Regions from separate parts of the Sus scrofa genome. Here region 2 is linked to region 1. Evidence: chromatin contacts called from public Hi-C data. All regions are on one chromosome and are shown on one strand. Each heading gives the region's core, a stretch centred on a gene start, on an enhancer-like site or on the middle of the called end of the contact. The rest is flanking DNA. Distances are from core to core; before and after follow the strand shown.

Evidence for each region. Hi-C and Micro-C count contacts between places; a contact is called where the count stands out from the background.
Region 2: a Hi-C map of retroperitoneal adipose tissue shows a contact between it and region 1, with 2.4 times the contacts expected there. The contact joins the promoter of RTN4RL2 here to the promoter of TIMM10 in region 1. A contact is called at or near these places in 2 of 5 promoter capture datasets (fetal skeletal muscle and liver), 17 of 47 Hi-C or Micro-C datasets (alveolar macrophages, blood, embryonic fibroblasts and 10 more) and 1 of 2 datasets of contacts at active chromatin or transcription factors (skeletal muscle).

The regions. Positions count from the first base shown.
Region 1 is chr2:13,388,794-13,396,482 of Sscrofa11.1, reverse strand. TIMM10 (a long non-coding RNA gene) reads right to left here and starts at 3,258. Exons shown (of 3, transcript XR_002341482.1): 1 at 3,119-3,258; 2 at 2,581-2,696; 3 at 242-709.
Region 2 is chr2:13,456,063-13,463,751 of Sscrofa11.1, reverse strand. RTN4RL2 (reticulon-4 receptor-like 2) reads left to right here and starts at 4,689. Exons shown (of 3, transcript XM_021083037.1): 1 at 4,689-5,106. The coding sequence starts at 5,076.

The sequences.
Region 1 (7,689 bases), core at 2,009-4,508:
TCATTATGCTAAATGATTTACTCATATGAACTCATTTAATTTTCACAATAGCCTTATATTTGTCCCCAGTTTACAGATGTAGAAGTTAACTGCATGTTCAGGGTCACACAGCAAGTGGCTGACGTGGGGTGTAAACTTAAGCCACAGAACCAGCCTATGTTTTTAAACACATCAGACCCCCTCTGCTGGTAGAGTCTGTGACCATTGCTTTTACTCCCAAGTAAAGCGTCAGGCACACTGCTTTGCACACTGCAGGAGTCAACAAACTTGTTTTAATACATAACATATATATGAATATACACACACACACACACGTATACGGTCACATTCCAGTGTGACAAATACCCTTCTTTGACCAGGAAAGAGCTCTATCATACTCCAGGCACCTGGAGACTCTCCAGAAAGAGCATAGGCCCGGCCGTCTTCCCAGATGACACCCAACAGGGGCACGTTTATTAGACAAGTGGGAGGGGGCAGGGTGCACCTTGGGGTGTACTGTCTGGGGCCTCACGCAGGCCCAGAGCTCTGCTGCACCCTCTTCATCAGCTCTTCGTCCTGCATAGATAACTCTGTGAGCTTTTTGCCCATCCGCTCATGGATGTCCAGGTATTTGGAGACGCACCGGTCCAAGCACACAGACTCGCCCTTGGACAGTTCTGCTTCCTTGTAGTGGGGAGGCACGCACTTCCGGTGGCAGGCACTGGTCATTCTAGAAAGAAGGGAGGGCAAGGCTGGGTCAGTAGCATCCCATGGATAAGAGGAACTCTCAACCATTCCTGCTCTGCGACGCTGATTTCACCTCCCAAGGAGGCAGTGTAAATCCCATTCACTCCTCAACCATCTTGGAACGTTCTTGTCGAGCCCATGTTTATAACTGACCAAACAGGAACCCTATGTTGAATACTGGCTAGGGCCAGGTATCATGCTAAGCGCTTGACGTGGATCTGTTAGTAGAGCCTGTGAAAAGCCTATGAGGTAGGCTCAATCGTTATCCACCTTTTTACAGATAAGGAAATTAAGGCACATAAAGCCGGGCTATGAACCCAGGTAGTATGACTTCACAGCCTACATTTAAAAATCATTCTAGGAATTCCCGCCATGGCGCAGTGGTTAATGAATCTGACTAGGAACCATGAGTCGCAGGTTCGATCCCTGGCCTCGCTCAGTGGGTTAAGGATCCGGCGTTGCCATGAGCTGTGATGTAGGTCGCAGACTCAGCTTGGATCCCACATTGCTGTGGCTGTGGTGTAGGCCAGCGGCTACAACTCTGATTTGACCCCTAGCCTGGGAACTTCCATATACCGTGGGAGTGGCCCTAGAAAAGGCAAAAAGACAAAAAAAAAAAATTTTTTAAATAAATAAATTTTAAAAATTATTCTAATATATAGCCTCCAAGATAAAGCAACTAATTAAGAGAGGACACCAGAGAGCTTAAGCCAATAAAAATAGCAAATTTTGGAGTTCCGTTGTGGTGCAGTGGATTAAGGATCCAGCAATGTCACTGAAGCGGCTGGCTGCCAGTGTTGTGGTTCAGGTCCGATCCCTAGCCTGGGAAATTCCACATGCCCTGGACGTGACCAAAAAAAAAAAAATTATCAGATATTTGTTGACTGCTTACTTGCTTGTGTTTGGCTTAGTCCTAAGAGCTTGTCATATATTTTAACATTAAATATTTATAATGTCTTTATGAGAAAGGTATTATTATTAACTCTATTTTATAGGTGGTGAAACCACTGGTCAAACAGTCCAAGTAACTTGGCCAAGGCCATAGAAGTGCTGGTTGGTGAAGCTATGATTTGTTCCCAAATTTGCCAAATGGTTATAGGCACTAGTTAGAAGTCACACTGAGGTACTGGTCTTGACATTGCTATTGACCAGCTGTGGACCCTGAGAAAGTTACTTAATCTCCAGAAGCCTCAATGTTCTCGCTTTAAAACAAGATAAGTAAAATTAATCCAGCAAAGATAAAAAGAGATAATGCACATAAAATGTTCCAACATGTGTCTAAGATGGAGTAAGAGTTTAGAAAATGTTAACTACTTGGAGTTCCCATTATGGCTCAGTAGTAACAAACCCAACCAGTATCCATGAGGATGCGGGTTCAATCCCTGGCCTCAATCGGTGGGTTAAGGATCTGGCATTGCCAGTGAGCTGTGGTGTATGTAGGCTGGCAGCTGCAGCTCCTATTCGACCCCTAGCCTTGTAACTTCCATATGCCACACATGTAGCCCTAAAAATCAAAAAAAGAAAAAGAAAAGAAATGTGACTAGTGGCCTATGTGCTATTTGTCAAAAGGCAAATGCTGAACTATTCCTGGAAACTAACCAGAGCCTGAGATGGACCCTCTCCTCCTGTCCAGCTCCTTCATGGTCAATTCCATCCCAATCTAAATGCCTAGTTCCCTCTAGTGACCCCACACTACATCTGGATTAGCCCTTAACCATGTGGGCCTGGGGTGTGGGGGGGGATGAGTGCTGGGAGGGTAGACCACCGTTTTTCATAAGTCATCCACCTCTGGCTTTGGAAAGGGTGACCTAGGGTCATTCTCTAAAGACAAGGTAGTGCGGACTCGGTCCTTACCTGTTGTACATATCAGCCATCATCTCTACCTCCAGCTCTGCTGCCAGCTGCTGGGCCCTGAGTGGGTCCATTTCAGCCCTGAACGGTCGAGGGGATCTCCTTCTGGCCTCCTAGACCTGGGGACAGACGGCACGGTCAGCACCCAGCCCTCCCATTCGCTTTTCCATACCAGGGGCTGGAGAATGTGGAGGAATCACAGACCATCAGACCAGCAAGGGCCACTGACCTCATACGCTATTTCACAGACGTGGAGGCTGAACCCGCAAAAGGGACACTGCCTTGCCCAAGGTTACAGAGCACGTTAATGGCGGGGCTGTAAATCGACCCTCGGTGCCCTAACGCCCAACTCCTCGAGGTCACCTCTATCCAGAAGGAGATGGGGAAACCGGAACAGAACACTCTAAACCGCTGTCATGAACCTGCGGGGGCCCTAAGAACTGGATCATACGCGGAACTACGGCGCCCGGACCCAGACCAGGCCCTAAACTGAAAAGGCCGCACCATCATCAGGGTCACTTTGAGGTCAGAAGTTGCTCACCACGGCCGGAGGTCTGTCACTGTGCCCCCGGTATCCCCAACTTCGGGTAAACACTGGAAATTCACCGGGTGCCCAGGTAGGGTCAGGCGGAAGCACGTGGGTCCCTTCCGGGGAGGAAATCCCGCCTCTTCCCGATCCGTACTCGCTTCCGGAATGAAGTACCATCTAGGTGGTGCCGGGAAACCTGATACCATAGAGAGGGCCCTGTCTGAAGGCTAAGGCGTCTCCCACATGCTAGAGAGGACTCAAAAATACCATAGAGATTTAGGCCGAACGCAGAGCGCCTGCAACCTGTTAGAATTCAAGTCCCCGGGGGTGTCACCGAGAGGTTTGAGTGTTTTGAGTAGGAGAGGTAGGGTCGCAGAGGTCAGTAACCCTCGCCCCTAACGCCGGAGAGCTGAGTCCAGAGCGCATATCTGACTCGGGGAAGGAAAAAGGGTCGTCCGTCCCCCCCGCCCTGCAAACAGCAGCTCTCAGCTTGTGTTGCACTTAAGGTCACCTGGGACGCTTTAAAAAAATCCTGATGCCCAGGCCTCACTTTCTACCAATTAAATCAGAATCCCTGGAGGTAGGATTCAGATATCAGTAAACTTTATTTATTTATCTATTTATTTTTGTCTTTTCAGGGCCGCACCCGTGTCATATGGAGGTTCCCAGGCTAGGGGTCTAATCGGAGCTGTAGCCGCCAGCCTATGCTGGAGCCACAACAACACGGGATCCCAGGCGACCTACACCACAGCTCAGGGCAAGGCTGGATCCTTAACCCACTGAGCGAGGCCAGGGATCGAACCCGCACCCTCATGGTTCCTAGTTCGATTAATTAACCACGACGACAACTCCAGATATCAGTAAATTTTAAAATTTCCCAGGTGATTCCCATGTGCAGCCAAGTGCTCCTGGGGCCTTTGTGTGAATACGGCTGTGTGCAGATCACCAGGCTTTCTCTGGGGTTGCAAAGACAAGTGAGGCATGGTTCCTGCTTGCAGAAAGATGAGTCGAGAGGACAGTGTGTGGGGAGTTCCCGTCGTGGCTCCGTGGTTAACGAATCTGACTAGGAACCATGAAGTTGAGGGTTCGATCCCTGGCCTTGCTCAGCGGTTAAGGATCCGGCGTTGCCGTGAGCTGTGGTGTAGGTTGCAGACGCGGCTCGGATCCTGCGTCGCTGTGGCTGTGGCGTAGGCCGGCAGCTACGGCTCCGATTCGACCCCTAGCCTGGGAACCTCCATATGCCGCGGGAGCGGCCCAAGAAATGGCAAAAAGACACACACGCACACACACAAAAGTACAGTGTGTCTTATTCAACTTCTACTAGACGCCCTAGGCCATAAAGAGATGAATAGGAGCAATTGTGGCTGCTGCCAGAGCTAACCTAGAGCCTTTGGGTGAGGGAAAAGGAGGGTACTGTGAATTCTTTCTTTCAAAACTTAATATATTCCTCGATCTGCAACCCGCCCCCCACCAATGAAAAAAACCCACCCTAATCTCCCTGGATTTTTCTTTTTTTCTTTTTCTTTCTTTTTTTTTTTTTTGCTATTTCTTGGGCCGTTCCCGCTGCACATGGAGGTTCCCAGGCTAGGGGTCGAATCGGAGCTGCAGCCACTGGCCTACGCCAGAGCCACAGCAACGCAGGATCCGAGCCGCGCCTGCAACCTACACCACAGCTCACGGCAACGCCGGATCGTTAACCCACTGAGCAAGGGCAGGGACCGAACCCGCAACCTCATAGTTCCTAGTCGGATTGGTTAACGACTGCGCCACGATGGGAACTCCCTCGTTTTCTTTTTTTGACGTTTGTTTGGTTGGTTTTTTGGCTGTGCCTGGGACATGCGGAATGAAGTTCCTATGCCAGGGACTGAACCTGTGCCACAGCAACGACAACACGGCATTTTCCCGCGGGCATATGGAGGTTCCCAGGCTAGGGGTCTAATCGGAGCTGTAGCTGCCGGCCTAGGCTGGAGCCACAGTAATGCCAGATCCAAGCCATGTTTGCAACCTACACCACAGCGCTTGGCAACGCCAGATCCTTAACCCACTGAGTGAGGCCAGGGATCAAACCCAAAACCTCATGGTTCCTAGCTGGATTTGTTAACCACTGCGCCACGATGGGAACTCCCAACACGGCATTCTTAACCCACTAGGCCACTAGGGAACTCCAATCCCTGGATTTTTCAAGGAATTTCCAAGTAAACAAAACTTGGAAGATGCAAACTAATAATGAAATGTAAGGGTACAATGCCCATTGGAGAAGGTGGGCTAGACACTTTATGTGGTTGGTCACCATATACTTACCTCAGAAAGTCCCAATTTTAAACACTCATCCGAAGGACTCATCTTTGTCAAACCCTGTCCTCTGATACTTTAAACTGAGGTATCCCATTCAGACAGTAAAATGAATAAAAGAATAAAATGTATAATCTTAAGCTTAATTTTTAAATATATATTCATTTTTATAACCACCACTCAGATCAAGGTACAAAATAATTGCAGTACCCTAAAAAGTTATCTTACGTTCCTTCCCAGGCAATACCCCCTGTCCTGCACTGAATCTCTATTTAGACTTCTATAACCATCAGTTAGTTCTGCCTACTTTTGAACTTCATGTAAATGGAATTATACATTATTTTGTTTTGTGCCTGACTTTTTTTGTTTCGTTTTGCCTTTTTAGGGCCATACCATGGCATATGGAAGTTCCCAGGCTAGGGGTCCAATCAGGGATGCAAGAGCCGGCCTACACCACAGCCACAGCAATGACAGATCCAAGCCGTATCTGTGACCTGCACCACAGCTCATGGCAACACTGGATCCTTAACCTACTGAGCGAGGCCAGGGATCGAACCCGCAACCTCATGTCAGTTACTCATTCTTTTTTATTGCTGTCTAGTGTATGATATATAAATAAGCCACAATTCATTTATCTATTCTTTTGTTGATGGACTTCCGGGTCGTTTCCAGTTTTTGGCTATTATGGTAATGCTGTTATATATATTATTATACATATGTTCTAGTGAACATATGTTGCCCTGCTTTTTGCTTTTGAAAATATAGTCAACATATCATGGAATTGGAGTTCCTGCTGTGTCGAAGCGGGTTCAGAATCTGACTGCAGCAGCTCAGGTGGATTTGGAGCTGTAGCTGCTGGCCTGTGCCAGAGCCACAGCCACAGCCACACAGGATCCGAGCCGCATCTGTGACCTACACAGGTTTGGCCCACCAGCCCACTGCAGCAGATTAAAGGATCCGGCATTGCTGCCACTGTGGTATGGGTCACAGCTGTGGCCTGCATTCATTCCCTGGCCCAGGAACTTCTATATGCTGCAGGTGTGGCCATAAAAAAAAAATTATGAGATAAAAGAAATTACACTGTAAACCAACTATAATAGAAAAAAATCATCATAAAACATGAAATAAGAAATTGCATGGGAAAAGGAGATGGGTTCTTTCAAGAGGAATTGGCCTCCTGGATGGGATTTTTACTAGACGTTATGGAAAGTTACATACACTATGATTCCACTTAAATAACATTCTCAAAATGACTAAATTATAGAGATAGGAGAAGGGATTGATTGTTGCCTAGGGTTAGAGTTGGGGGGAGGGAGGTGTGCCTGAGGGGTAGCACAAGGGAGACCTTTGTGTTGATGATGAAATGGTTCTGTGTCCTGACTGGGTAGAGGTGTTTATAGAAATTTAAGCTGTCACGGAACTGTACACACCACTATAACAATGCCAGTTCCCTGGTTTTGATATGGTGTGTAGTTACATAAGATCTAGTCTTCAGTGGATAAACCTTAAGTAGAATTTAACCTGCAGTACCCTCTCTGTACTATTTATGCAACTTCCTGGAAACCTATAATTATTTCAAAATAAATACTTTTAAAAATTATTGCCAAAAAACCCTGGAAAAGATAATGTACTTAAAGTATCTAGTCCATGACAGATGCTCAATAAAAAGAAGGCGTTCTTTGGGGTTTGTATTTGTTTTTGTTTTGCTTTTTACGGCCTAACCCACGGCATGCTAGGGGTTGGATCAGAGCTGTAGTCGCCAGCCTATGCCACAGCAAGGCCAAATCCAAGCCACTTCTGCTACCTACACCACAGCTCACAGCAACACAGGATCTTTAACCTACTGAGTGAGACCAGGGATCAAACCCACAACCTCATGGTTACTAGTTGGATTCGTTTCCACTGAGCCACTACGGGAACTCCTGTTTGGGGGAGTTTAAAAAGACTTTTATTAGAACAAATTTAAATCATACAGAAAAGAGGAGAAGACAGTACATTGAACCACATACTAATCACTCATCACCAGGGTTTAACTATTGTCAACATTTAGTCATTTTTCTTTATCTTTTCTTTTTTTGCTTTTTAGGGCCACAGGTGCATCATAGGGAAGTTCCCAAGCCAGGGGTCAAATTGGAGCTGCAGCTGCTGGCCTGGGCCACAGCAACAGCAGCTCTGGGTGGGATCTGAGACGCATCTGCAACTTACACCACAGCTCACGGCAACGCTGGATCCTTAACCCACTGATCAAGACCAGGGATTGAACCTGCATCCTCATGGATACTAGTCAGGTT
Region 2 (7,689 bases), core at 3,440-5,939, 66 kb before region 1:
CTAGCTGAGGGGTTTCATTTTCAGTGGCTTCTGATTCCAGAGTCTCAGAGAAAGGAGGATGTCACCAAGTCACGGCTTTGGAAGACTTTTTAAGAGTATTGAGTCCAAGATGTACCTTTCGATAATGGGGAGCCCGAAGCCCAGAGAGGAAAGAGGTCTGTTACCCAGTCTTTCGGAGGAAAGAGTCTAAGCTAGAACTCAAGACATCTAATTCAGGTCTGGATTGCTATTGTCACACTGAGCAGACAGGGGGAGGGGGAGATGTGGACCCCCCCCACACACATACACACACAGTGGTAGGTTCTAAGAACCAACTCCCAGGGAACTCCCATTGTGGCTCAGCAGTTAAGAACACGACTAGTACCCATGTGGATGTGGGTTTGATCCCCGGCCTCACTCAGTGGGTCAAGGATCTGGCATGGCCATGGCTGTGGCATAGGCCAGCAGCTGCAGCTCCAGTTGATTCAACTCCCAGCCTGGGAACTTCCAAATGCTGCAGGTGTGGCTTTTAAAAAAAAAAAAAAAAAAAGAACTGACTCCCAGACCCAACTCCGCCCCTCACGACTTCTGAGACCTCAGGTCATAACTTTCCTTTCTGCCTCTAAATGGCAACATCTATTTCTTCAGGTTGCTGTTAGGCTAAACAAGACAATTTATACTAATATTATCAGCATTTATTGAGCACAGGGTCATCCTCTTGGTTAGGTTCTTTCATGCTTTATCTCATTTAATCCTTGAATAGCCCAATGAGCTGAGAACTACTATTGCCCCCTCCTTCCAATTTTCTGGATGAGAAAACTAAAACTTAACAAACGGAAACACCTAGAGTTCCTGTCATGGCTCAGAGGTTAACGAACTCGACTAGTATCCATGAGGATGCGGGTTCAATTCCTGGCCTCACTCAGTGGATAAAGGATCCAGCGTTGCCTTGAGCTGTGGCGTAGATTGCAGATGCAGCTTGGATCCCACTTTGCTGTGGCTGTGGTGTAGGCCAGCAGCTACAGCTCTGATTAGACCCCTAGCCTGGGAACATCCATATGTTTTGGGTGGTGCAGCCTGAAAGAAAGAAAGAAAGAAAGAGAGAGAGAGAGAGAAAGAAAGAAAGAGAAAGAAAGAAAGAAGGAAGGAAGGAAGAAAAGAAAGAAAGAAAGAAAGAAAGAAAGAAAGAAAGAAAGAAAGAAAGAAAGAAAGAAAAGAAAGAAAGAAAGAAAGAAAAGAAAGAAAGAAAGAAAGAAAGAAAGAAAGAAGAAAGAAAGAAAGAAAGAAAGAAAGAAAGAAAGAAAGAAAGAAAGAAAAAGAAAAGAAAAAACTGAAATGCCTTGCCCAAGGTTGTGTAGCCAAGTGAGCAGCAGAGCCAGGGCATGAACCCAGCAAAGTCTCTGCTCTTTGACCACCTAGTCACCTCATATGCTGACTGTCAAGTGTCCTACAGTGAAAGTGCCAAACAGGTGGAGAAAAGAACCAGGGAAGTTCTGTGGCCTTAGTAGACGGTGTCCCCCAGAAGGAAGAGGGGTCCTGGGTGTCACACTGAGAGTAGGGGTGTTGGGAATAAGTGGGAACTCATAGATGAAGTTAAAATTCATCTAGTTTGAGTCAATGTTCTGCTTCATCTACATAACCTCCTTACCGAAGCTTGCAGCTCTCCACTCAATGAATCCTCCTTCTCAGGGAAAATCCATCCTCAACCCATTTTCCTAAGATCCCTGGCTTCCCTTGGGGCTGTAGATCCACCCGTAGCCACCAGAGGGCGGGCTAGCTCCGTGGCAAGTCCTGAGTACACAGTACCCGCCTGTACCTGGCCAAGTGTCCAGCCAGGAAGGGACCTAAATGCCCTAAGGCACAACCCTGCTACTTCTGCCTTGGTTACATCAGTGTACTCCCTTAGATCTCAAAAAGGCTAACTGCAGAAGTTGAGCTCGATCAGACATGGTGTCTGATTCTACTGAGATAAAGACCTTAAGAATCACCACCAAAACAGTAATGACAACAGCTACCACCACAGACACTGGTGAGAACCTCATTTTACTAAGCACTTTCTCATACCTCGACTGGCTGGAGATTTGCTGTGTTAGCTGAAGCTTATGAGTAAGTGGTATCATTCCATTGTACAGATGAGGAAACAGGCACCAGGAAAGGGAGTAATGGGCTTAGGGTCACCTAGAAGGACTCTGGTCTTCAGGGAGCACTCTTCAATTCTCTGCCTGTCTGGAGGGGGCTTGTGGGGTGGAAGGACTGCAAATGTGGATAGGGAGAGGGTCAGGATGCTCTACTGGGAAGACCAAATGCATTGTGGTATTTCCTGTAAACTGAGACCAGCCATCCACGCGCCATTCACCCATCCAGCAGTGTTCATTGAGCACCTGCTGGGGACAAAGACGGATGAGAGGAATTTCCTGGCCTCAAAAAGCTGACAGTCTAGTAGAGGAAAGTGGTGAATCAGCAGATGATTATAGGGAATGAACGCCCGTAGAGTGGGGTACCGGCAGAGAGATTTTTGACCGTCTAGGGCACACTCAAGTTCGGGGTGTCTCTTGGGGCTTCCAGGCCTGTTCTTCAGAATTATTGTCAGGGTTACCCCCTTTCCCGCACCTCACCCCAGGATGGGGGCTCCCTCCCAGCTTCGGGTCCTTGCCTGTGTTGGGGGGCCCAGGGGTCCCACACCCCCCGCACCCTTCTCAGAAGAGCGCCAGCCCAGGGAGCCGATGACAGCACACACCTGAGTCAGCCCGCCGCCCACCCGCCCCTCAGCGTCTGTCTCCGCATCTTGTGATATTTCGCTCCCCGGGAGCCAGCCCCACTGCGCTCCGGAGGCAGCTCGGCAAACAAACCCAGCGACAGATTGTGCCGCGGCTCATTCCGGGGAAGCACGCCAAATCCCACCCTGCTACCCCCAACACTCCCTCCCCACCGCCCCCTCCAGGCACTCCTCTCCGGAGCGGGCGCGCTCGGTAGGGTGGGTCCCGGGAAACGCTGCCTTCTAGAGATGGGAGGGGGACGAGGACAGGAGCCCCAGAGACGCCCGCTTTCCACTCCTGCCTTGCCTGAGCAAAAGACGGGCAGGGAAAGGAAATTTAAGGGTTGCGAGGGCCCGGGAGTCCAGGAAGGGCAGAGGCTGGAACCAGCAGGGGGCGCCCGAGCGTCCAAGTGCAAGAGGGCTGGGAGCCGACTCCCGAGACAAGGTAGAAAGGGAGATAGAGACAAGAGACGCAGAAATGGAGAGACAGGGAGGCATAAGGACAGAATGGAAGCGACAGAGACACGGACAGAAAGTGAGAGAGAAAAGACAATGATAGAAAAAGGCAGATGTATAAAGGAAGGAAATGGCAGGGAGAGGGTAAAGACGGGAGGGAAAAGAGAGTCGGAAACCATAAAATATGAATAAGAGTGGGGGGGAGAAAAGGAGAGAAATCGAATGAGAACGAGGGAAGAATGACATTATGGATGGAACAGAGAATGAATGGGACAATGAGATTAGCATTTATAAAGCGCCGACTGTGTGCCAGGCGCTGCGTTGGGCTCTGCGCAGACGGGAGAGGAGGAGCTAGAGAGGCAGGCAGAGGGGCGAAGGGTTTCCTTTCTTCGCTCGCAGGAGCGGCCGCCCGGGACTCCAGCTCTTCCTCGGGCCGGGCCGGGTTTCGCGCAGATGGCCCTGGCACCGGCCGTACGCGCCGCTCTAGCAACCCGAACCTGGCCTGCGCCGTTTGGCCATGGTTCCCGAAGCGGCTACACTGAGGGGCCCGCGCCTGTCCCGCGCCGGGGCGGTTCCCAAGGTCTGGATGCCCGAAGCTCTGGACCAGGTCAAGGCCAGGGTGATCTGCATCGCCACCTTTGATAGGAAACGCTTAGGTCGCCGGTATCGCCCCGAATGAGGCCACCAGGGGCGCAAGGGGCCCCGAAAAGATCAGAATGCATCCCTCTTTAAAAGGAAGTAGAAGCTCCCGTGAAGCCATCGCTCTCCTCCCACCTTTGAGTCTTCTGTCCTCTTCGCGGGCGATGAGACACACGCGTACCCAACTTGCACCCGCTTGCCAGTGCATTAAGGGGCATACACACGCCGAAGCACACGTACCCTGGCCACCCGTCCCCAAGCGCACTCGCACCAAAGTCACAGCCGCATGTTTCCCACCAGCACAGACACACATGCTGGCGGGCACTCCAGCGGATCATCCGTTCGCACACTCACGTGCCCCTGCTTCCTCCGGCCTGTATAAAAGATAACGTGCAAGCACCCAGTCACACCTGCACAAGCGTCCTTGCGCGCGCGTGCACGCTCACATGCCCTCGATCCTGCATCCACAAACTCTTGCACATACTATTCTTATAGTCGCACACACCGGCTTTGGGGTCTGGGAACGGAAGGCAAAGTGAAGTCTTAGAGCCCTCCCAGAGGAGAGAAAGGGTGGAAGCCTAGGCTTCGGTGCCGGAGACCTGGGACCTGGGAGCCCATCTCCTCAGGGAAAGTTGGGAGGAGGGAACTGGGCAAGTCCACGGGGTTCCCTTACGCTACCGCACCCCCTCAGGAAGGGATTTCTCTAGAAGCGTGGCTCCGCGAGGGCGGCAGCGTAGAGTCCTCCGGGTCCCCCAAGAAAGGGAGGGGGCCGGTATGGAGGGGGCTAGAAAGCCGCTCCCTCCGCCTAGTGGTCAGGAAAGGGTTAAGTCGGGAAGCTAGGAAGCGAGGGAGGAGCCAGCGAGTGCGGGAAGGAGGGGGGTGGTTAGGAAGAGCTTCCTCGCTGTCCCCACTCTCCCTCGGCGAGCAGCCGGGGCGCACGGACCGACGGACTGACGGACCCGCGCGCTGCCTGCGCTGCTGGGGGGCGCGGGCACCCGGCGTCGACGGCCAGCTCCAGCCCTCCCCGCCCCGTCGCGCCCCGCCCCGTCCCGTCGGGGCCGATGGCTCCCCCCGAGGTTCGCCACCCAGGGGGCGCAGGGTAGAGCGCCGCGGCCCGGCCACACAGCCCGGGGACTCCCGGGCCCTCCCGGAGCCCCGCGGAGTCCCCGCCGTCCGTCTGGCGGGCTCAGGGAGCGAGTGGGAGCGCCCTCCCCCCGCCGCCCCCTCCCCCGAGCGTCGAGACAAGATGCTGCCCGGGCTCAGGAGCCTGCTGCAAGGTAGGGACCCCAGCCTGCGGGAGGGCGGAGAGCATCCTGGGGAGGGGAGCTGGGCGCCCCCTCCCCCAGGGCGCGAGGGTGGGGCAGTAGTGGGGGTGGGGGTAGCTTTGGAGCGAGAAAAGCTTAGCCCCGGCCCCGCTCCCGCCCCGGAGCTTCCGGCTGGACCAGCGTTCTCGCCTGCCGGGCTGTGCCGGGAGCTCGTGACCGAGGGGGGAAGCAAGGGGCAGGCGGACCGGCCCAGGAGTAGGGGTGGGGGTGGGGAGGGAAGCTCAGGTTCCGCTGTCCCAGCTCCACCTGCTACGGGGGACGCTGAGGACTCGGGCCGGCTGAGGAAGCGCCGACTCAGCAACTTCTGCCCCGTGCCTCAGCACTTTCCAGTCACCTGGGAAGATGGGGGTGAGGGTAGGGGGCTGGCTGGGAGCATAGGGGGCTCCGAGGGAAAGCCTAGTGGCCTTCCCTGGTAGAACGGATGGAGGACGCTAGAAGGGGGATAGTTCTACGGATTGAGTGACCGATTGAGTGACGGACAGACAAGGGTGTGGGCCACGGATTGGGGGTGGGGAAGGGGTCAGAGGGAGGGGGCTAGGAAGGGGCCAGTCAAAGATGGAGAGAGTGGTGAGGAGAGGAAGATGGGGTGGGGGGAATAAAGGTTAGACGGGAAAAGCTTGGAGGAAATTGAGACCCTGGAAGGGCGGAGGAAGAAGGAAGGAGAAGGGAGACCAGCTTAGGGGAGGGATGGAGAGAAGACTGGGGACGTGGACCCAGAATCTGAGGGGTGGGAAGAATGGGGAAGAGAATGAGGGCTGGGATTCTAGGGTTGGAAGGAAAATGGAGTGGGACGATCCAAAACCCAGAAGCCAGAGGAGGATGGGCATGGTGGCTAGACTTGGGGTGTCAGGAACAGGGGAGGAGGATCAGGCTGAGCGCTAGGGTTGGGGGTGGGAAAACCAGAGATGGGAAGAGGGGCTGGGGTTGAGCAGGCTGGGGATGGGGGCTGGAAAGGAAGGAAAGAAGAGAAAGGGATGGGAAAGAGAGACCAGCGGGGGGGCTGCCCAGGGATGAGACAAAGAGACTTCTGGTAACCACTTCCACGTGGGAAGGGAGCCCTCCATTTCCAAAGCACCTGCCTGTCACATCCCTTCTCCCAGGGAGTGGCCAGTGGGCCTGCCCCTGGGCTCTGAGCATAGGACCTTGGGGGCAGCTGTGAGTGGAAAGGGGGAGGACACTCAAGTGGGGTGCCAGCCTCCGAGGGTGGGCACCCTGGCTGGCTCCATGCTGCCATTTATATCTCTGGGCCCTGTCGTCGGATCCTGCCGCCACCACCGCCACGGTGGCTTGCTTATTTTGGGGTGTTACATTCTGGCAGAGTGAGAAGCTGTTTGCAGCAGCTCTAAACCCCCGTCACCCGCGTCAGTGCCTCCCCAGGCCCCTGCGTCACTGGCATCGCCACCACCTCCGTGCTGCTCCTCGGCTCCCACCTCCTCAGCCCCTGCCCCCTCAGCATCTGCCTGGCAGGGCCCAGCCCTTCCTGGCTTTTAGGATGTGGAGCTGTTGCTTTTGGTCTGGGACCCTGTGTCCCTCCTTCAGAGCCAAAGGCCTTGACTCCCTTTCCAGGGAACACTTTCCTGAGGCCGTTCTGCCCTGTGAGTTGGTACCCTGGCTCTTGCCTCTATGCCACGTCCATCTGCTTCCTCCTCAAGTTCTTTCTTTCATGGGGGTCTCTGAACAAAAGGGTAGTTCCAGGGCTGAGAACTTCGTTTGGGAGCCTCGGTGCTCCAGGGTGATAGCCCAGAGTCCTCGACAATGGTCCCTGCATGAATGGATCTTTTTTGGCTCTGGGCACCTCAGCCTTCCGGGATCAATACCTTGTTCTGGCCTCTCTCCGTCCCCTCTTTGGGTCAGTTCTGGCCGCCTCTTCTGGACACTGGTCATCTCTTTCTGACTCCCAGATGGGCTGTCTCTTAGAACCTCTACGGTGTGGAGCCCAAGAGGGGAAAGCTGCAGAGAGCCTGGGTCCCTTCGTAGCCTTGACTCTGAACAGCACAACAAGCCTGGTGTCATTGCTGGCCCAGCCCTGTGCACCTGGGTGTAATTTCCATCCTCCCTTTACTTTGAGCGCAGCAACGCTCACACTCGGGGGTGGTTTCTGTGGATGATGAGGTTCTCCCAAAGACAGAGCGTCCCTTTGGACCTGAATTTGTCCAGTGTGGGTTCCGCCCGGTCCTAGCTACATGGCCTGAGGCAACTCCTTTCATGTTCGTGAGCCTCCCTCCCCTTCTCTGCAACCTGGAGGCCACAGTATTGATCTCACAGGGATCACTGTGTTGTATTCTGTGCATAAAGACATGCGTGAATACAGTGGCTGGCACACAGTAGGTGCTTAATAACAGATGGTTTCTGCCCATCCCTGCGCTATGCTCCCCTGCCACTCTAGCCATCACCTGCTGACTTTAGAGAAAGAAAAAAAAAAAAAAAGGAAGAGGAAAGAGATAGGAGGGGATGAGCGGAGAGGGTGGGGGAGGCTGTGACAGGGGCTTTCCTTGGCCCAGATAGTAGTAGGGATGAAATGAAGCCTTCGAGAAA